Regions from separate parts of the Drosophila melanogaster genome. Here region 1 is linked to region 2. The links are chromatin contacts, called in public targeted proximity ligation maps. All regions are on one chromosome and are shown on one strand. The core of a region is the stretch at or near the end of the contact, and the rest is flanking DNA. Distances in the headings are between cores, read along the strand shown. Region 1 overlaps lncRNA:CR32111 (long non-coding RNA:CR32111). Region 2 overlaps sowah (sosondowah).

What was found.
Region 1: a targeted proximity ligation map of the Kc167 cell line shows a contact between it and region 2, with 2.3 times the contacts expected there. A contact is called at or near these places in 1 of 107 Hi-C or Micro-C datasets (the S2 cell line) and 1 of 7 datasets of targeted methods (the Kc167 cell line).

What each region holds. Positions count from the first base shown.
Region 1 is chr3L:12,644,441-12,649,253 of dm6, forward strand. It overlaps lncRNA:CR32111 (long non-coding RNA:CR32111), which reads left to right. Exons shown (of 7, transcript NR_124907.1): 4 at 362-600; 5 at 673-771; 6 at 832-866; 7 at 923-3,840. lncRNA:CR43431 (long non-coding RNA:CR43431) reads right to left here. Exons shown (of 4, transcript NR_048272.2): 4 at 4,467-4,813. Among named protein-coding and RNA genes, the nearest start is that of lncRNA:CR43431, 6.2 kb to the right of the region's middle.
Region 2 is chr3L:12,556,440-12,561,463 of dm6, forward strand. The region is part of intron 3 of sowah (sosondowah); the gene reads right to left. Among named protein-coding and RNA genes, the nearest start is that of sowah, 14 kb to the right of the region's middle.

The DNA of each region.
Region 1 (4,813 bases), core at 626-3,125, 89 kb after region 2:
TGGGGCCTCGCATCTGAGAAACATTGTTCAATTTCCAGAAAACTTTACTAAGTCATCGAGCTAATTTTCAGCCAGAGCAGAGGCTATCATTAAAACATTACTTATTAATAAAAGGTTTCATTAAAAGATTATATTATATAGATTATTGGATTAATTATCCCAAATCGTACATAATCGATTTATTCGATTATTTATGTGAATGAGTAACTTTGAAATTATTTTCATTATTTTATATTTAAATATTTCACATATTTTATACGACCATCTTATCAAAACATCACTGTACGCAACGTAAGTTGTGTCATTTATTTTGTTTGACCGGAAACTCTTTATCTTACGGTTAATCTTCTTGATATTTCAGATGTGGAAAGCCCAAATGCCGATGCATTCTCGATTCGTGGCATTAAGACAAAAGTAAACTTGATTTTGGTATGAAATTGATTCATTCATTTTCGATCCATTGAGTCAGATTCTTATCCGATGGATGAGCCGGTCAGCATCACCACTTCCAACTGTGTGCACATCCAACAGGTAGTCGAACCAGACAAACTGTCTCCACTTGCAATGGAGTCTCGTTTCCATCCTCTTCGCCCCTTTCAAGTATAGTAAACATGTATTTTGAATAAAGGTTAACATGCATATTAATAATTAAAGATTTCTATTTATTTAAAGCTAATATTTGACTGGGAATTCAGCGAGAGCCGGGAATCCTTTGATGGCAGGATATCGTCATTCAGCTTCGGAAAAATAATTTATTCGATAAATTTCGATGTTTGTATATTGCATCAATTTAAAATTCTATGCACTTTCATTCAAAGTTCTAATTTTTAGGTTTCCATAGACCATTATGTCAGCTAGAGAACATGGTTTGTGATTCATTTTTGTGTTGATTAAATACTATTAATTCATTCTTTAATTACAGATATCTCACCAAACAACTGTTGAATGATTCTTGATGGACTGGATGAAAGCAACTGGATTTAATTATGTTAATTTGTAATTTTAATATGTTATCAAAAAAAAAACATCGAAGTAGGATGGAGTTTTACTGATGCGCTTTCCAATCGAATCGAATTTGGTTGATTTTTATTAGCATTCTTATTGGATTACTTTTTGTAAAAACACATATGATTGCATAATATAATTGTATTAAATGTGTATTTTTGTAAACCTTATATAGTTTAAACATTTAAACGAACAAATTGTTAAACATGGCCAATGATTACATGCTAAACCAAAAATTTTTGCTGTATTTGGACAATTGTATTTATAGGTACTGATTAGTTGATATTAATATTAAACATAAACAAGAAACATGATGTTATTCATAAATTCAATCACATCCAAATGACCTATCGAAATTAAATATATGTTACAAGATATAACAATGTGAAATTGTACTAAAATTGCAATGGTTTTCAATAAGTTGACTCACAGGAGAAAATAATGTATACATTGGAATTTTATAAGAACATATTGTTCACAGCTCTACGCTTTTTTGAGGATTATCATATATTACAAAAAAAGAATTATTGTCTTTAATTTTATATAAAATTTTTAAAATATTCATAATCAAATATATGTTGTTGTTAGTTTCATGAACACAATGAAAAAAAAAACAGAAAAATTCCCATCCAATAATAATTTAAAATATATTGGAATAATTACTTTCACTCAATTTATTAAGTGATCAAGACATCTTATGCAGAGATCTGATTTTAATTTAGAGTTCAGTTTCCGATCTTAACAATTAAATAAATTACTTTGCTAATTATTTAACTCGATCCACTTAGTTAAAGATGATCACGCATACGCAACCATTGCGCATTAATTTACACATATGCCTAAGAGTATGCAACGTATTCTTTTATGCACTTTCTAAAGCATACTTATGTGGTTAATTACGTGCTGCAGCATATTTTCTTTCCCATAAATGTCTATCGCAGTTTAGGTGTGATCTCAAATTTACTTTTGTATAAATCAATAACTATTCTATTATCGATAAGATGTTGTTCAAAAGGGCTCTCTTCTTAGTCGATCATAGAAAGTGATCATAAACTTGTATATCATGTAACATACATTAGAGAAAAGAATTCGTCCACTGCCAACATAAAGTCATAGATACTCAAAACTGTTAAAAAAAAGTATCATTTAAATTGTTAAATACTGTAATTCTTTTAACATTGCATTTAAATTATAAGATCAAATTTACCCAATTTTAAATATAATCGGCTATAGTATCTTAAGTTCTTTTAAATGCTTGTGACTTAAAATTTCGATTTCACACAGTAACTTTTGTGATTTAAATCTTTAATTAGGCTATTAGGTATTACAAGTTGAGTTAACAAGAGTTATGCGAATTATATATTCATTATTTGATAACAATTTTATTGATACATCACATACAATACGTCGTAAAGCTCAAATATTTTAAAGACAACTAATTTGTAGGGGGACAATGCTCAATCACCTTAATACCCACAATAAATTTGATCCACTTATTGTGCATTGTTATAAGTCATAATAACCCGAAACCGAGCTGGTCGATAAAGGACGGCTGCGAATATATTTATTGTTTTCCGCTTACTACCTGAATACGAATTAGCATTGGGACCCACCCCTCCGCCCCTGCCAGCCATATACATATGTAGAAACCTATCTGTATACGAAAGTAATGTCTTGAGCAGACCCTGGATCGTGCCCCATAAATCATGCCAAACTGCGTTTGGGTATAGAAAGTCAAAGTAAACTGCCATCACTTAAAGTCATTCAAGCATTTATTTATGTCAAAACATTGTCCGCTTAGCTGCTGCGAACCTTTTGACAGTCCCCGAGGAGGTAGGGATTCGGGATCGGAATCGGGATTGGGATCGAGAGTCGGAGGGGTCAGTTGGCCAGTCGAATGTATAACTCAATTATAGGCGGCTGTGTGCTCACCTCGCAGCGGGGTGTCGGCGCATTAGCCACTCCTCCATATCCTGGCCCTCAGCCCTCGGTTCGCCGTGAGTTCCCTTTTTAGCGCTAGACCGGATCGGATAATGCACATGCGGCGATCGGGGTCATTGCGGTTTTCGGGATCTCCAGTCTGCAGTCCCGAATCTGCTGGACGAGATAACCCCGACTAGACTGCATAGATGTCATTAGAAACCGGGCACCAACACGATCCTCAATGAAATAACCTCTCTGTTAGTTTGTCTTTATTATCTCTTCCCTGGAGGGGGGATTCCTGTGTGGCCCGCATCGGATGGCACATTGTGACCACGATCGACCTCCAAGGTACAGGCCTCCCTGTACATGATTCTGTTTAACGAGAACAATGTTCTTGCAATTCTGCAAACGATGGCCACACCGCCGTTGCTTCGTTGGCGATCGCCTTTACTTACAGTTTCTGGACCGGATCTGGGGAGGATCGGGGCGATCCGCAACCAGGTGAGGGGATAACAACCACACGATGGCACCGAATCGTGCAAAAGTACAGCGACGGATGGCAGGTGGCGCCGATGCGAATTTGAATATGGAATGTCAGTCGGGCATATGGCTAGCAAATTTGTATTGTGTGGGGGGAAACCTTGTTATGGGCTAAAAATAGGGATAACACACTCAAATTTACATAAAATTTATAAACTTCTGTTATCAATTTGTAGGGCCAGCTTTCTTATTGGATTACATTTACCTTTCAATCTGTTTATATTTATATTTTATAGCAAAAGAACTAAGATTTAAAGCTTGTCCTTACACTTATACTTACTTGTTACTTACACTTACACATAATCATACTTCATAAATATTCCATTCCACATTAATTATCAGAAGACATAAAATAAATTATTTAAAAGCTCTTAATATTATTAGGTACATTTATAAAAATTTTACTTTTAAGGTCCAAGTTTTTGAAGGATATTATTTTTCCGATTCTGATCAATAAGTTATCAAATTACTATAGTTTTTAAAGTAGTTCTATTCCTAGATTTAATGTGGGCAAATATGCTTCTATTTGACTTAAGTGGCATCCCCTAAAGTGATATTTAATACTTCTACTTTTAATACTTTCTGTGCAACAAAAACAGGGCAACAACCAGGATTGTAATATAAACAAACGTGACACACACACACTTCCTTAAATAGCTATATAAATGCCTATCCACCCAGCTAAAGATTAACAGTCGACGTTTGTAGTGCCACGCCCCCCAAATGAGAACAGTAGCGTAGTTAATATGTAATCCCCGACACGTGGAGTAAATTATGTTCCTTGAAGGGCTGCCATTAGGACGAGTGCGTCTTGGACACTTCCCACAATCGATGATGGTGCAGCATAAAATAAAATTTGGGGTGGAAAAGTTAACGCCGTGTTATAAGGCACCAGATTAACCTATTTAAGTGATAGCATAGCTATATAAAATCCCTTTGCTTACGAAGCATGCATACTTTTGGGATACTGATTACATAAACGCGGACTACAGTTAATTATTTCAAAGATTAACGAATTTTAAAACTGATCTAGCAATATTACAAATGCCATTAGGCTCCTGTAATCTCATTCCCACGTCGTAAGATCTCGGTAGCAGTCATTCCCGCTCTCCATAACATAATACCCATAAACATATTTTTATGTAACCTACATTTAAAAAGGGCATGACGAAATCTTAACGTAAGACTAGTCCTTTCCGTGAAGATTCATTGTGAAACTGGCGCCATTCAATGTGATCGCTCCTACCACCGCCGTCCTTTTGCCCCTGATAATTGTTTCTTATCGGCGAGACAGTTGTGAATGACAATTTTTTTTGGACAATAACTCGGTTGTGGGTCGTCAACG
Region 2 (5,024 bases), core at 27-2,526:
ACGCACCAATACCATTTCATTTGTTTCAAACTATTATATAATTGTGGAGAATTGTGAAGTCGAGGTTGAGGGTTGTGGTGACTCTCTAAATGGGTGCGACTTTCTATAGCTTTAAAGCGCAAAAATCAAACAGAAACAGATATGAAAAGATTTAGGCGGTTTTTCTTTATGAATTTGTTATCAATTTTTTGCACTGTTTTAGAATAACTCCATTATCTATATCAAATGAAATAGAAAAATTTCTACACACTTAAACAGAACTTTAGTACTTTCGCAAGTTCGCAATTAATTTACGTCCCAGTTTTAGTGCCTGCTAATAAGTTTCAGCTCATTACGACGTGAGAAATATAACTTCATTTAACGATCCCCACCATAATTACCAATCATTTGTAGTTTTTCAATTCATTTGACGCGTTCCAGCCCAGCGAATTAATTACTTTTTGGCCACAGTCGTGGAATAGGCCCAGTCAATCCTTCGGCAGAAAAAATAGGGGGGCCGTCAAAAGGATAGGGGCTATAAATAATTGTTTATTTTTTTTTTTTTATCTCCACGAGTAGTAAGTAAAACCAAAAATAAAGGAGTAAATAAACAAACGGGCAAAACCAATATGGGCGTACCGATGGGCGGTCAGCGATTTCTGTACTGGGTTTACACTACATGGCGAACGGCGAGTGCGGAGTCAATTTGAAAAATCGATTAAATTCGAATAAATGTTGGCGAATGGGCTTAGTCGGATTTTAAAACTCATAACAACCAGGCAACACCTCCTTTTGTCCAAGGTGTATACGGAACAATGTGTGGGGTAACCAGCTCATCCTCCAGCCCGCTGGCGATTTTCCTTCTTTTTTTTTTCGTTATTTTGTTGGGTTATTTTGTTTGCTTCTCAATGCAGTATTATTCATATTCATTTTGCACAATTTATGACCCGGTTGAGCCCACTGCATTCGCAGTATTGACAAATTTGCAGGGCCCCACTGCCAGCTGCTGACAGGCATCCGGATTGCGAATGGGATTGGGAATGGGAATGGCAATGGGAATGGGCCAGGCTAAGTATCTGCGCTTGGGGATCGCCATTCACCTTTGGCCACCATTGGTAGCCAGGGAATTGGGGGGAAACGAAGTGTTGGGGAATCGGAAATCGGTAGCTGGCGCTAGTACATGGAACGGTGGCACTGGCTGCGACAGGAACACGGATTCTCCCAAGGCGAAAGCTAATCAATATACATACGTTCGCCTGGCTGGGATCGGCGTTGATTGCTTTGCCCCAGCTGCTCACACACTTTGCGCGATATGAATGCACTGGTCAAAAGTGAATACGAAATACTCAGACACAGGCATACAAAAGAATCAAGATTTTTCACTGAAAGGAACTTGGGATAATTAACATGCTTATTATTCCTTGGATTTAGGCAATACTACTAATTAAAGATGGATTAGCATACCAAAATACAAGTTGGTGTTGAGTAAATGAATCATTTTTTCTGTATTTATATTCATTCTATTCATGTTCGACAAGCAATTAAGTGTGAATACCAAGCTTGTTACTTTTTTCCCCCGCTGCACTGTTAAATGATATAATCCCTGCGATATAGCTGATGTATTTTCCCCAGTGTAGAGATAAGCGCACACACGCTATTCCGCCGCTTCATGCCATTAAACGTGACAAGTTGCATGTCCAAATAAAGCAGCAATGACCTCCATCAAACCGATATCGCAGATCGACTGACCGACCGGCTATGGGAGCATCAAAAAAACAAAACAAATAAACTGAAAAAGAACGGGGCGTAATAATCAAAAGGATCGTGTTTAATAAAATGCAAAGCGTTCGGCGATCGACTTCTACTGCTGCCTTCCTGGGCGATTGTAATCAGTTCAGATGGCTTGGCCAAAACAATGGTCATTCGGCAGCCAGTCAATCAGGAATCAGGAATGAAGAATCAGGCATCAGAAATCGGGAATCTGGAGAATCAAGAATGAGGAGTCAGGAATCCATCTTCGTCAGCCAGGCGAGGCGATTGTCTGCCGGACTTCTTGGTGGTTAACATGGCGCCTGAGTTTGTCGTTTTGGGAATTGTCAGCGGATCATCAGTCGGGATGATCGTCAATGACTTTGACGCGCTCTCCACTCCTTTGTCTGCCACATCCATTGTTCCTTCTCCTCTTTTTTTTATATTTTATTTTATTTTACTTCCTTTTTTTTTGTACCTGGCGACGGCGGCAAATGGATGTCCATGGCGGGCTCATGAAATGTCAATCAAGTCATAGAAATCGCATTGCTGATTGACTATGCGAAAGTAGGTGCTCCTCGTGGAGCGACGAGGATCCACTCCACCAGGTTGGGTCCACTCCAAAACAATTCAATTGAGCCAGCAAATAAATCACGTAGAACGAACTCAATGATCGTGGACCAGAGCTTTGTTTTTTTTTTTTGATTTTATTTTATTTTACTTTTTTTTTGGTTTTTCAGAGCTGTGACAGATCTCTGGTGGGTTCTGTGGCAGCAGGAGGAAAAAAATGCACACGGCTACAGGCTCCTGAGATTCTGTTTTGTTTTTTTTTAGCCTTTTGGATTTTTTTAGAAGTTCCCTCTGTGGCTTTCGGATTCGGGTCTTTCGTAGTAGTTATCTGGGAAGTTTTTCGAATGTCGCTAATTTGACGACTGCACGATTGCATCAAGAAGATGCTCGCCGGTCGAGCAGAGGACGTCCTCAGTCTGGACGAACTCCCGCCGATGCATTTACAGATAAGCTCAATTTCGTTTTTGCTGACACTTTACCGGCGGCCCCGAGGATCGCTGAACGGAGCATTGCCGGGATTCACGTTTTCGAGACATGTCGCCGATTTCCTCGCTTGCCACAAAAATAAGAAATTCCAGTCCCAGTCGCAGTCGCAGTCACGGAGCTAAACACGCTAAAAGACTTCTTCCATGGGCACTGGAAACTCCTTAATGGTCATAACCGTTCACTCGATGCCTTTGAATTCAACATCGCATTGGTCATAAACGAGTGTATATCCTTTATGGCCAAATGAAAGTTCGATTCACTCAGTTGCGACTGACTGTTATGACATAGGGTATCAACAATTCGACTTGGCTTAAATGCCAAATTACCAACGCAGCCTGCAGTAATTGTGAATGACAATAATTGTGGAGACAATCGGCAGTTCGGAACCGTGTTGAGGTGATTTTGGCCACATTCTGCCCAGGAGACATCCGTTGGAACGTGCAAGATGTTGGCGCCAACAGCGCCACCCAATAATGCCAGTGAGATAATAATAAAGACGAATTCCACTGGCGGCGAATGCAATCCGGATGCAATCGCCACTTGGCCATGGAATGACAGTTAAGGCGCGCCTTTCCAGTGGACAGCTACACATGTGCTGCGTGGCACCAATGGGTTTTAAGTCCTTCATCCTAGTTCTTATAGAGTTTCTATAGTTAGTTGAATTATTACTCGCAATGCAATCACATCCATCTAATCCAAACCCACACAAGGAGCCAAACCAAGTGAAAGCTCATGACCCAAATCTGGCAGCGACTTCAGGCGACTATCTACAATGACAATTAAATGGGTTTTATGTCCGGAGTACATCACCTCCAGCAGTGCGGAGTGATGGCCGGATGACACGACCGACACTGCCATTGGAACTGCTCTTTCCCAGAAGGGAAATCCTTTCGCATGTCAACTGCCCATATTTCCAGCACTTCGTCGGCGACATTGGGTGAACTCTTCAACTGCAGTGTAACTAAATATATAAAGCCACCGTTCAGGGAAATATTTTGATGACATTTATGCGTTATCCACGTCCAACGGCGGCACAGAGCTCTAATTAAATTTAATAGCCGCACAGCGACATAAAATTGAGCCACCAACGTGGCAGACGTCGTAAACACATTTGATTTGATTTCTGGAAAGGCTTCACTCGGGTCCTCGCTCATTTGACATTTTCGCCGGCGGATTGTTGATTGAATTGTCACCTCGATTTAATGACACCCATGGAAGAAAGTATCTTTCACACAAGTCGCCGCCGATGCCGCTGTCGTTTGGTTTGATGTCTTCCCACCCGGAATAGGGATTCGGGTATGGGACGTAATCATATGCCACTTGGCCAAAGGCGCCACCAATGCCGCTGACACACATAGACACAACTATTATGGTTTCAAAGTAGGGGATGCAGCAGACTCAGTGTGCCGCAGGGACTGTCAAAGGTGTCAGACGTTTTATTGCCATGCGGACGACCTGTTGAAAAGTTCATGGTCACGATGTGAGGAGTTTCCGCAGTGGCAGGCGGACTTTGAAGATTCTCCTTAGATCTTAGACACTTAATGGCACTTCATGCGTTTTGCACCGGTATTATTCAATTAAAAAATTACATCAAAATGGTAATAAAAATATTAAAATGTGCATTACTGCTATTTATAGCAGAGCTCCTATCTTTAGCACAAAAAAGGTTCTAAGTTATGAATAGTTGTACCAATATAACAAAATATATCTTAATAAAAGGAGGTACCAATTGTTTTCCCATTTTATTACACAAAATACCAGTACGTATTTGAACGCCCAACACACATTATGGCGGAGCACAGCGATTGCGATTGCCTCAAATGTAGTCGTACTCAAATATGGGCTTGTCCAGCCGCTTCAGGTTGTTTGTATCCCAAGTTTAATTAAATTTCTGGCATACGACATCAGCAATCAAGCACTGGCAACATGGCATCGGCATTGGACTCCACCATAGTCACCATGGCTTAGATGCACAGTCATGGACATGACTCTGTGTAAACGGACATGCACATTTGAATTCGGTTAAATAGTCCACCTGGGCATGCCATCCACATCCACAAGTCCACAATTCCACGTCCATGGCTGAGCCAATCCAGAGTGCCTAATGTTTGTCGGATCGGAATTGGCATGGGCTGATGGAATGCCCTTGTCCGGGCATAGAAGCCACATGGCTGAATGTATCAGTATGTATATATGCATATTCAAAACGCCAGTCGCTGCTAATATGTAGTAGCGGCTTA